Regions from separate parts of the Zea mays genome. Here region 1 is linked to region 2. A link is a contact called in public Hi-C data. All regions are on one chromosome and are shown on one strand. Each heading gives the region's core, a stretch centred on a gene start, on an enhancer-like site or on the middle of the called end of the contact. The rest is flanking DNA. Distances are from core to core; before and after follow the strand shown. Region 1 holds the start of LOC100282894. Region 2 holds the start of LOC100281196 (regulatory protein NPR1).

Evidence for each region. A called contact is a pair of places that touch in the nucleus more often than the background predicts.
Region 1: a contact with region 2 is called in a Hi-C map of leaf, with 4 times the contacts expected there. The contact joins the promoter of LOC100282894 here to the promoter of LOC100281196 in region 2. A contact is called at or near these places in 2 of 25 Hi-C or Micro-C datasets (both in leaf).

What each region holds. Positions count from the first base shown.
Region 1 is chr8:179,541,798-179,547,014 of Zm-B73-REFERENCE-NAM-5.0, reverse strand. It overlaps LOC100282894, which reads right to left and starts at 3,357. Exons shown (of 3, transcript NM_001371886.1): 1 at 2,682-3,357; 2 at 1,780-1,967; 3 at 1-391. The coding sequence starts at 3,261.
Region 2 is chr8:179,366,975-179,372,673 of Zm-B73-REFERENCE-NAM-5.0, reverse strand. LOC100281196 (regulatory protein NPR1) reads left to right here and starts at 3,689. Exons shown (of 4, transcript NM_001367877.1): 1 at 3,689-5,065; 2 at 5,618-5,699. The coding sequence starts at 4,412.

The DNA of each region.
Region 1 (5,217 bases), core at 2,108-4,607, 170 kb before region 2:
CAGTATTGTTGCCAGTTTTGCTGGGCACAGAGTCGACATCCTGTAGCCAATCATCTACTTCTTTTTCATCATCATCATCCGCAGGGTCAGGGTTAGATTCCTCAGTGGGTAAACTCTTGGCCTCAGTTTTCATCACCAACTCTTCTTGAATTACAGACTTGTCAACTATTTCTGCCTCAGTACTTGAGATAGGATGCTTGTCAGCCTCAACATTAGGCACAGGGTCAGAAGTTAGTTCTTGGAATGACGGCGCTTCAGATACTCCATGCTTGTTTTGGATGCTTGCCGGTGACAACTCACTCTCTTCAGGTTCTGTAGTATTCCTGCTTTCTGATAACAGCTTGTGCTTTGTCGGTGAACTTTGCAGTAGTCCTTCTCTTGCTTCCAGGATCTGTGTGAAACAGGAGGATTTTAGGATGGGAAATACAACAATGATAGATGCACGCTTCAAGCTCCCAATGAAATAAAAGTGCACCAACAAACTTCCCATCCAAAGTTACTAATAACAAAAAATAAAGGTATGATTCACGACTTCTATATATTTATTGTAATGGTACTAAGAGCAGTGTGATGTGAAAATATGATTCATAGACTTGGCATGTGCAGTAGTTATATTATATAATGGAACGCTTTGTTCTCATGTATGATATGAAAATTTAACTACATGAATTAGAAAGTTTAGTTTGGTTGACAAAACGAGCAATTAATGAAGGTTATCCAGACTACTAATTAGGCAGTACTTCATTTGAAAAACTGGAGTCTAACTTTGGAAGGCTTCAGTTTTCAGAAATCAAAAACATCACTACAGCATAAATATCCAAAAAACAATTAACTGCCAATGTTGGTGATACATCTCCTCAACCTCACTCTATCTGACAAGAGCTACAACCTGGAAATATGGACATACAAATAGTTCTATAATGGACATGCATGCCACGAATCTCACTTGGAAATGGACATACAAATGGTTATTGATCAACGAACTTTACATATGAAGATGACATTTGCATCGAGCGTAATCATCAAGCTTTGTGCTTACAACATTTACAATGGTATCAATTTGGGTCTGCTTATAACTTTTGTTGTTGACATATTCCCATCAGCTTAGCGATGAAGAACTTAAGCTTCAAGCAAGATAATTTGTAACTGTCATGATACATGCTGGATGTATGATTCCTTAACAATTACTCCCTCCATTCCAAATTATAAGAAGTTTTGGCTTTTATAGATAAATAACTGTTGCTATACATTTAGATATACGCTATGTCTAGATACATAGTAAATGCAATGTATCTAGAAAAGCCAAAGCATCTTATAATTTGGAATGAAGTGACTGGTACAAATGTACAATAACATGGATCCACAAGACCCATGGCTAATTTTGAATGGAGTAGTACATGCACCGGGCTGCCCCTTTTTTTGACCCCAGCCTCAGGTTTGTATTAGTCAACTTGAGCTCACGCTACTCATAAAGTCACAAATGGACTGGTTCATACTTCAGAGAAAGGATAGACAATAAGCCAAATAAACAAAATGACAGTTTATTGGGGTGGGGTAAGAAAATGGTTTCCAGATAGCATATCTCACATTCAAAATACCACAGGTCATAACACATAAACAAGTTTTTTTTTATTTCTGACAAGATCTATGTAAGTTGTCCAAATCAAGCCTATAAGCAGATGCTTTTGTTTCGGTAATTGTAGTCTGCATGAACAGCAACAAACGAACATGATAAAAAATACAATTAGAGAAAAACAGAACAGAGGATAGAGAGTATACTTGTGGTGTTGAAAGAATTTCAGCATCTTGCTTGCTGAGTTTCGAATGGAGAAGCACAAAATATATCTTCCAGAAGCACGCTTCACTCATATTGGTAGAGCAAAGCTCAGTCCTGAGGTATGATAGGCTTGGTACAAGCCGCTCTATAGCAACTGCATGTCCATACTGTTCATCTGATAGTTCAAAATCTAAAAAACATAGAAGCATATCAAATGTAGGTAAGAAACTGAGAAAATCAGCGTGGTATGCTAAAGAATATTGGACATGCATCATACATGATACATGAAGGAATGACATGCAAAATTGTGCCAACTCATTCGACTCACAGATGTTGAACCTATAGTTGTCAACTCCAAAAACAACTCTGACCCACTTGCAAGTTTGAGCAAAAGTATGGTTACAACCAGTTGCAAACAACACTTCCCCAGAAATCTTTGTAAATATATGCAAAATCTACTCAATTTCAACATGAACAATGATGGCTAATAATGACTTGAGTCCAGATGCTAAATTAAGATGAATAGATCCATTTAGGGGTGTTCATCAGAAATATGCCACTCAACTTTTGCAATATTAGGTAGTTGGTTCATTTGGATGCCACTCAATGACATCAAAATGAACTTGCTATCTAATTTTGCAAAAGTTGAGTGGCATGTATATAATTAATCCATTTAGTTACACTCTAGAAACCGTAATTTCAGTAGCAAGAGAATACCGTATTGTAGACAAACAAGCTTAATAAGCAAGTAAAGTCAACCCTCAAATTCTTCCCTTACCCAGTACTAGTCTACTGCAACAAAATGAGCACACAATCGCACCAAAACAATAGGTTCCACCATCTATGAATTAAAGCAACAAAATAAACAGTTCAAGCGTTCCAATCTGATGACACTGGCTCTTACCATCTGCGTGTCGGTCATCAACAAACAAGGGGAAATCGAGCCATGTCTTCGGATGCTTTGAGATGTTACCGACGAACACCACTACCTCCTCGGTCACACCGACCGCCTCGCCCTCTTCCTCCTCCCCCTGATCCCCGGGACCGAATGGCAGGAACGATGACGCGAACCTGGAGATCTCCGCCACCGCGCCGGCGTTCGACAGCATCGAGATGCCGGTCTTCACCCTGCCCCCGATCTCCGCCAGGTCACTCCGGATCCCGTCGATCCGTGGGGACTGAGGCACCTCCGCGGCGGCGGCTGTCTCCTCCTCCTCCTCTTCAGTCTCTCCTTCAGTTGGCGGTGGCGCGAGGAAGGAGGCAACGCCCCAGAACCGGCGGGTGAGGGACTCGGTCAGCTCCGAGATGTCGCCCTTAACGCCGCGGCTCGGGGTGTCCGGCTGCTCATCGGACTCACCGGTCTCGGCGCTGGTGGGGTCGGAGGCGCGCGGCGGGCTGTTGTCGCCGGAGGCGGGCTCGGATTCATCGTCGTCAGAGTGGGCAGATGAAAGTGTGGCAGCGATGGAGCGAGCGAACCATGACATCGCGGCGAGCTCGTGCCGTGCGTGCGTGCGGTCTGGAGGGCGGGCGAGCACTGGAGCGTGGGGCGGTAGGTAGAGTGGAGTAGAATAGTAGCGGAGAACGGCAAGTGTGGCGAGTGGCTAAGCCGCGGAGGTGGGGATGGAGACGAGGATCAGTGCGTGTTCGGCACGGATGCAAATTGGATATGGGTAAAAAAATCCATACAGGAAATGTGATCCTAATTTGCATTGTTAAGTTATACTCCCTTCGATTTTCTATCGTGTCGTACTAGTATTTGTTTTTAAAGTGAATTATTGCTGTGTGTCCATGGACCTAGATGGTGATACAACACAAACATTTATCCTGGTTCGGGTTTAGACAACCCTACTTCTATTAGAAGGAGATAAGACTTATATTACTTGTGTCTAAGTGCTTGTGGTAGAGGATACAAGCTGGTCGAAAGAAGTCCTCAAGTTCCTGGTAGTGATTGAGGCAAGTGCCAATATCAATCGTGGAGGTGAAAAACCATGAAGTCTTCTCCTCTTCGAATAAAGCACTCTCCGAATAAAGCACTGGGCTCCTCCTTTTATAGGCTCAAGTAGGCCTGGGCATAAAACCCGAGCCCGAAGCCCTATACCCGAAATACCCGAACCCATACCCGTTTAGCCCGAAGCCCGTTACCCAAATAGCTCCAGCGGGTAATGAAACTGGATACCCGAACTAAGTTCGGGCCTAATCGGGTACTAACCCGCGGTACCCGAAGTACCCATTCTACCCGATATCCATTCTACTAGAAGGCCGCCAGGCGCCAGGCCGAGCGCAAGCTCCACAGCCCACGGCCCAGTTGGCAGCCTACTACGAAATCGAAACCTCCCAATCCAGCCAACCCTAACTCCTGAGTCCTGTCTTCCTTGTCCGGCTGTCCTGAGTCCCTGGCGCGGCACCAGCGGCGGCTGTTCCAGCGGCGGCTGTTCCTGGCGCGGCACCAGCGGCGGCTGCGGCACGCCCCCCATTGGCCATCGCCTAGGCTACAACTGCAACCTGTCCAGCCGGTCGCACGCCAGCCACCAGCGCTCAACGCGACGCTAGCGTCCAGGCGCCGCGGCCTCACCAAGGCGCCGTCCAGGCCAACGTCCAGGCGCCCGTCACGCACATGCATTGCCCGAGTGGACCAACAGGCAACAACCAAGTGTGATTGGAGTTTGTGATTTGAGTTTGTGATTTTGTCAAAGGCAATAACGGGTACCCGAATTTTACACAAACCCAAACCCGAATTTGTGGGTACCCGAAATTGCGGGTACCCGAAATTTCGGGTACGAGTACGGGTTCAACTGTTGAAAACCCGAAATTTAAAAAACCCGAAAAGCCCGACCCGAATTTTCGGGTAAACCCGAACGCCCAGTCCTAGGCTCAAGGAGGGCTCCCCGGAGCGCAACAGTTTCTCGCGTATAGAGGAAGAGATGAGTTTGAGCCCCTATAGCTGGAAACAAAACTGAGATTTTGAATCAATGAAACCTACTGGCAGAACCGGTCACCCTTCCCCGGATTACACAGTGAAGATTGTAAAATCACAGACGTAGAGGTTCAAAGTGTTGCATATCTTTGACAACAAAACTAGAGCAGTCTAGGGAATGAAAATCTACATGTGCTAAAACCCTGAGCTAAAGAGATGGCTATAACAACAGCTCTACTCATCTATTTATAGAGGGTTATTACTACTTTCTAAACTACTCCTATATACATAGAGTCTATCCCCTTAGGCGGGGGCGAAATAGACCAACTCCTAGAGTTTTGATCTAACGACCACACGCTCCATATGAAGTTGCTTCGCCTTAATGCACCATTCGTGATGACGTCGTGTGTCGCCTCTGTTTCCCATTGGAACTCTCCACCTGAGTTGGGTGGGTTTTCGAGGTTTAACCACCAAACCACCATGAGTATCGCACCACGTGTGCGTCCCACGTAGGGCTGGAAACGAG
Region 2 (5,699 bases), core at 2,440-4,939:
AAGCGTGGTCCAAAATATTATCTAAGAAAGAAACAATCCATGCATATCTTGTAAGTATTAATATTGGCTCAATTCCAAGCAACCTTTACACTTACATTACGCAAACTAGTTCAATTATGCACTTCTATACTTGCTTTGGTTTGTGTTGGCATCAATCACCAAAAAGGGGGAGATTGAAAGGGAATTAGGCTTACACCTAGTTCCTAAATAATTTTGGTGGTTGAATTGCCCAACACAAATAATTGGACTAACTAGTTTGCCCAAGTGTATAGATTATACAGGTGTAAAAGGTTCACACTCAGCCAATAAAAAGACCAAGTTTTGGATTCAACAAAGGAGCAAAGGGGCAACCGAAGGCACCTCTGGTCTGGCGCACCGGACTGTCCGGTGTGCCACCGGACATGTCCGGTGCACCAGGGGGACTCAGACTCAAACTCGCCACCTTCGGGAATTTCCAGAGGCGACTCGGCTATAATTCACCGGACTGTCTGGTGTACACCGGACATGTCCGGTGCTCCAGGGAAGGTCGGCCTCAGGAACTCACCAGCCTCGGGTTTTCTCCTTCGCCGCTCCGCTATAATTCACCGGACTGTCTGGTGTGCACCGGACTGTCCGGTGCAACCTCGGAGCAACGGCTACTTCGCGCCAACGGCTACCTGCAACGGCATTTAATGCGCGCGCAGCGCGCGCAGGAGTCAGAATCGCCCATGCTGGCACACCGGACAGCAAACAGTACATGTCCGGTGTGCACCGGACACCCAGGCGGGCCCACAAGGCAGAAGCTCCAACGGTCAGAATCCAACGGCAGTGATGACGTGGTAGGGGGCACCGGACTGTCCGGTGTGCACCGGACTGTCCGGTGTGCACCGGACTGTCCGGTGCGCCATCGAGCAGACAACCTCCCAACGGCCACTTTTGGTGGTTGGGGCTATAAATACCCCAACCACCCCACCATTCATTGCAATCCAAGTTTTCCACTTCTCAACCACTTACAAGAGCTAGGCATTCAATTCTAGACACACCCAAAGTGATCAAATCCTCTCCAATTCAACACAAAGCCCTAGTGACTAGTGAGAGTGATTTGCCGTGTTCATTTGAGCTCTTGCGCTTGGATTGCTTTCTCTCTTTCATTCTTTCTTGTGTTCAATACTCACTTGTAACCAAGGCAAGAGACACCAATTGTGTGGTGGTCCTTGCGGGGAGGTTTTGCTCCCGGTTGATTTGAGAAGAGAAAGCTCACTCGGTCGGAGGGACCGTTTGAGAGAGGGAAAGGGTTGAAAAAGACCCGGCCTTTGTGGCCTCCTCAACGGGGAGTAGGTTTGAGAGAACCGAACCTCGGTAAAACAAATCCTCGTGTCTCACTTCATTATTTGCTTGCGATTTGTTTTCACGCCCTCTCTCGGACTCGATTATATTTCTAACGCTAACCCGGCTTGTAGTTGTGATTGTTTTTGAGAATTTCAGTTTCGCCCTATTCACCCCCCCTCTAGGCGACTTTCACTTAGGAATGCTTAGAGAATGCTTGGTGTACTCCTCCATGCGCCTAGGGGTCCCTTTTATAGTCCCAAGGCTGCTAGGAGCCGTTGAGTGCATTCCTGGAAGGCAATTCTTGCCTTCTGTCACCTGGCGCACCGGACAGTCCGGTGCACCACCGGACACTGTCCGGTGCGGATCTCCTTCCTTATTTGGCGAAGCCGACCGTTGGCGCTTTGGAGCCGTTGGCGCACCGGACACTGTCCGGTGCACACCGGACAGTCAGGTGCCCCCTTCCGACCGTTGGCTCGGCCACGTGTTTCGCGCGGATCGCGCGGCAGACCGTTGGCCCGACCGACCGTTGGCTCACCGGACAGTCCGGTGCACACCAGACAGTCCGGTGAATTATAGCCGTACGCCGTTAATCACTTCCCGAGAGCAGCAAGTTCGCCTGAGCCAGCCTGGCGCACCGGACACTGTCCGGTGAACCACCGGACAGTCCGGTGCACCCAGTCAGAGCTGACTTTGGCTGAACAAAGTCATCTTTAGTTCCAACTTGATTTTTCCTGTTTCCAGCACTTAGACACAATACATTAGTCTCTAAAACAATGTATTAATTCTGAGAAACATACCTTTATACTTGGTTTGTACTTTGTCCACCATTTAACACTTGGGCACTTGTGTTGGACACTAAATCACCAAAATACTTAGAAATGGCCCAAGGGCACATTTCCCTTTCAACAGTCCGGTGCCACACCGGACAGTCCGGTGACCTCTGACTTCTGTGTTCTAACTTCTGTCGCGGCACTGTTTCGCACTATAGCGTTTTGCAGTCGACCGTTGGCGCACAGAGAGCCATTGCTCCGCTGGCTGACCGGACAGTCCGATGAATTATAGCGGAGCGCGCCTCTGAATTCCCGAGTGTGGCCTGTTTGAAGGGCGCCTGGCCTGGTGCACCGAACAATGTATGGTGCGCCAAAAATCAGCACACTCAAGTCCTTTGCTTCATTTTTTATTGTGTCGCTAACTGGATTTCTTTTTGGTTTGTGTTGAACCTTATGCACCTGAGATAAATCACATCTAGCCAAACTAGTTAGTCCATGTGGTTTGTGTTGATCGTCAACTACTAAAATCTATTTATAGAAAGTGGTTAACCCTATTTCCCTTTCAGCACACTCTATATAGTGCTTGAGACCTCGACATGAAGGTGTCCTAGGAAGCCAAGGCTCTCGCGTAAGGTCCTCGACATGCAGGACCCTAGGCCCCGTTAGAATGGGGCTTGTCCATAAGAGAGTTGGGCTCTAAGATGCATGACTGACACTGTGCGTCTGTCGTTTCTTAATAAAGTTATAGATGATGTTTTGCCAACATCTGATGATATGTCTTGGTGCTTACAAAAGCCTTGTTTTTTATCTTCCTTTCGTCTTAATAAAGATCCATATTACATTTATATTTACTATGTCATATATATACCTCACTATCTCGAAGATACATCTCGTTGCGGAAGCATAAGGTAGCTTTGGAGGTAAAGCTTAGAGCGACATGTGGGTGCAACAAACAAACATGGGGGCACAACACACCTCACCTCATATAACTAATTTGGCTTGCAAATCGAGAGTCCCGTACGAAAAGTACTCGTTGTCTCTTGACCCAATAAATCAAATACACCTTCTTACACAATTTGTCCATTTTATATTTTTCGTTTCCAATAACAAACTCAAAGTGACTTGTTTTTTTGGACCTTTGACACATAGCCTTTAAAGTAGATTTCACAATTTAAGCTTGTTATGTAAAACAAACTAATTTCGAGAGAGGCTGATTGAGGAGAAAGTCTGCGGTCGATGATTCAATTGGACGAAATCGATGTTTAAACTGTCTTGTTGATTAAATTTCTAGCTTCACACGTGCTTGAACGGCGTAGGAAGTGTTGGAATTTCCCTTCTTATGATTTATTAGAGTAGAGTTTTGTTACAGTTTATTTACGGATTCATTACGGTATTTATTAGGGATACGTTGACATATAACTTCAGTCTTTCTTTTTTAATAGTCACAAGAAACTTTCACACACCTACTAGGAGTAACAGAAAAACATGGACATATTGATTTTTGAAAAAAGAAATATTGACAGATAAGGTGTTGGGGACCGTAGAGACTAGAGAGGATGAGGACGACGCCAGGCAGACGAGCCTTGCCGATTGCCGTCGACGTCACCCTGGTCAGGCGTCACTTGACGACGTATACAGGGGCACAGGGCTCAGGTTTTCCTTCAAATTGCGCCGAAATACTCGAGATTTCTTGGATTTTTTTACTTGTTTATTCTATTCTCCTTCCGGCGCCTCTCTAGTCTATTCTCCTTCCTCGTCGAGTCGTCGTCTTCTTCGATCCACTCTTTCCCCCATCCCTATCTCCCTACTTTCCACGCAACTGCGTTTCCCCCGGACTCTTCTTCCACGATTCCGTTGGACCCCTACCGCTCCTCAGTCAGTCCTCGCCCCTCCCAGCACCGGCCAACAATCCCTCACGTTATTCCCTGTAGCTACTATGCTGCCCTCTTGGATCCCTTTTTCACTTGTCTGAGATTTAGCCACCGCCCGGTAGGAAGAAGAAGGGGAAGCACCATATTTTCTGTTCCTGGCCTGACGCAGCGCCGGTGAGATTTCAGTCCGGGATCGGCAACGCTGGGAGGACTCGCGTGTGATTTACGCCGACTTCCGTGCCGCTCTAGGAAGGGTCACGTCGAGGAGGCTTTTGCCGACGCGGATTTGCCTGGAGCCAGCCAAGCAGAGCGCAGAATTGGGGGTGTTTGGCCGTGCAAAGCCAGAAAGTTCTCGGTTTGGCTGCCGAAACCGCTTGAGGCGACCACCATCTCATGGTCGTAGTGGTCCGGGTCCGGCACAAGTAGGGGCTCGCGTCTTGCGCTTGGCAGTTGTGGGAAGCCATGGAGCCGTCGTCGTCCATCACGTTCGCGTCGTCGTCGTCGTACCTGTCCAACGGCTCGAGCCCCTGTTCCGTCGCGCTGCCGCCGCCAGGGCCGCCCCAGACTCCCCCGTTGCCTGCCGGCCAGGGGTGGGGTGGTGGAGTCGCTGCCGCAGGGAGCGGAGGCAGCGTGGAGGCCGTGAGCCTGAACCGGCTCAGCAAAAACCTCGAGCGGCTGCTCCTCGACCCGGACCTAGACTGCAGCGACGCCGACGTCGATGTGCCCGACGGTGGGCCGCCCGTACCCATCCACCGCTGCATCCTTGCCGCACGCAGCGACTTCTTCTACGACCTCTTCGCCGCTCGCGGCCGCGCAGGGGCAGCGCGCGGTGATGCGGCCGCCGGCGCCGGAGTAGCCGCGGAGGGGGCTGCCAGTGGAAGGCCGCGGTACAAGATGGAGGATCTCGTTCCCGCCGGCCGCGTGGGGCGCGAGGCCTTCCAGGCGTTTCTGGGGTACCTGTACACCGGCAAGCTCCGGCCGGCACCGGTCGACGTGGTGTCTTGTGCTGACCCAGTGTGCCATCACGATTCGTGCCCGCCGGCCATCAGGTCCGCGGTCGAGCTCATGTACGCGGCGTGTACCTTCAAGATCCCCGAGCTCACCTCGCTCTTCCAGGTGAGACGCAATTTGGTTCTTGCTCGCCCCATTGTCAATAGGATTAAACTCTAATTTCTTTAGGAATTGTTTCGTTCTATGCCAATACTGTACATGGCTTCGGTAGACTAGAAATGGATTTGTGATTTTTTTTCTCCAATCCGAGTGTTGACTACATCACTACAAAAAGCTATCAATAGCTGAACTGCTAAAATTGCTGATTTTGTTTTCTCCAATCCGAGTGTTGACCACATCACTGCAAAAAGTTATTAATAGCTGAATCGCTACAATTGTTCAATTGTTGATTTTGTTTTTTCCAATCCGAGTGGTGACACTACAAAAAACTATTAATAGTTGAACTACTAAAATTGTTGGCTATTGCTTTTTTAGTTGATTCAAGCGAACCTGGTGGCTTGAAGTCTATGAATTGAAATGGAATCATTATTCATTAGGCTGCTCAACATTTGTATATTACATTTATGGCTGTATAATTTATCAATCTGTTTAACATCAATTCAGCTTTGCTTTGTCGATTTATGGAAGGCAAATGGTTAACATGGTCTTCTTCTACAGCGCCGGCTTCTTAATTTTGTAGACAAGACTCTAGTGGAGGATGTTATTCCTATTCTGGAAGTTGCTTCCCACTCAGGGCTGA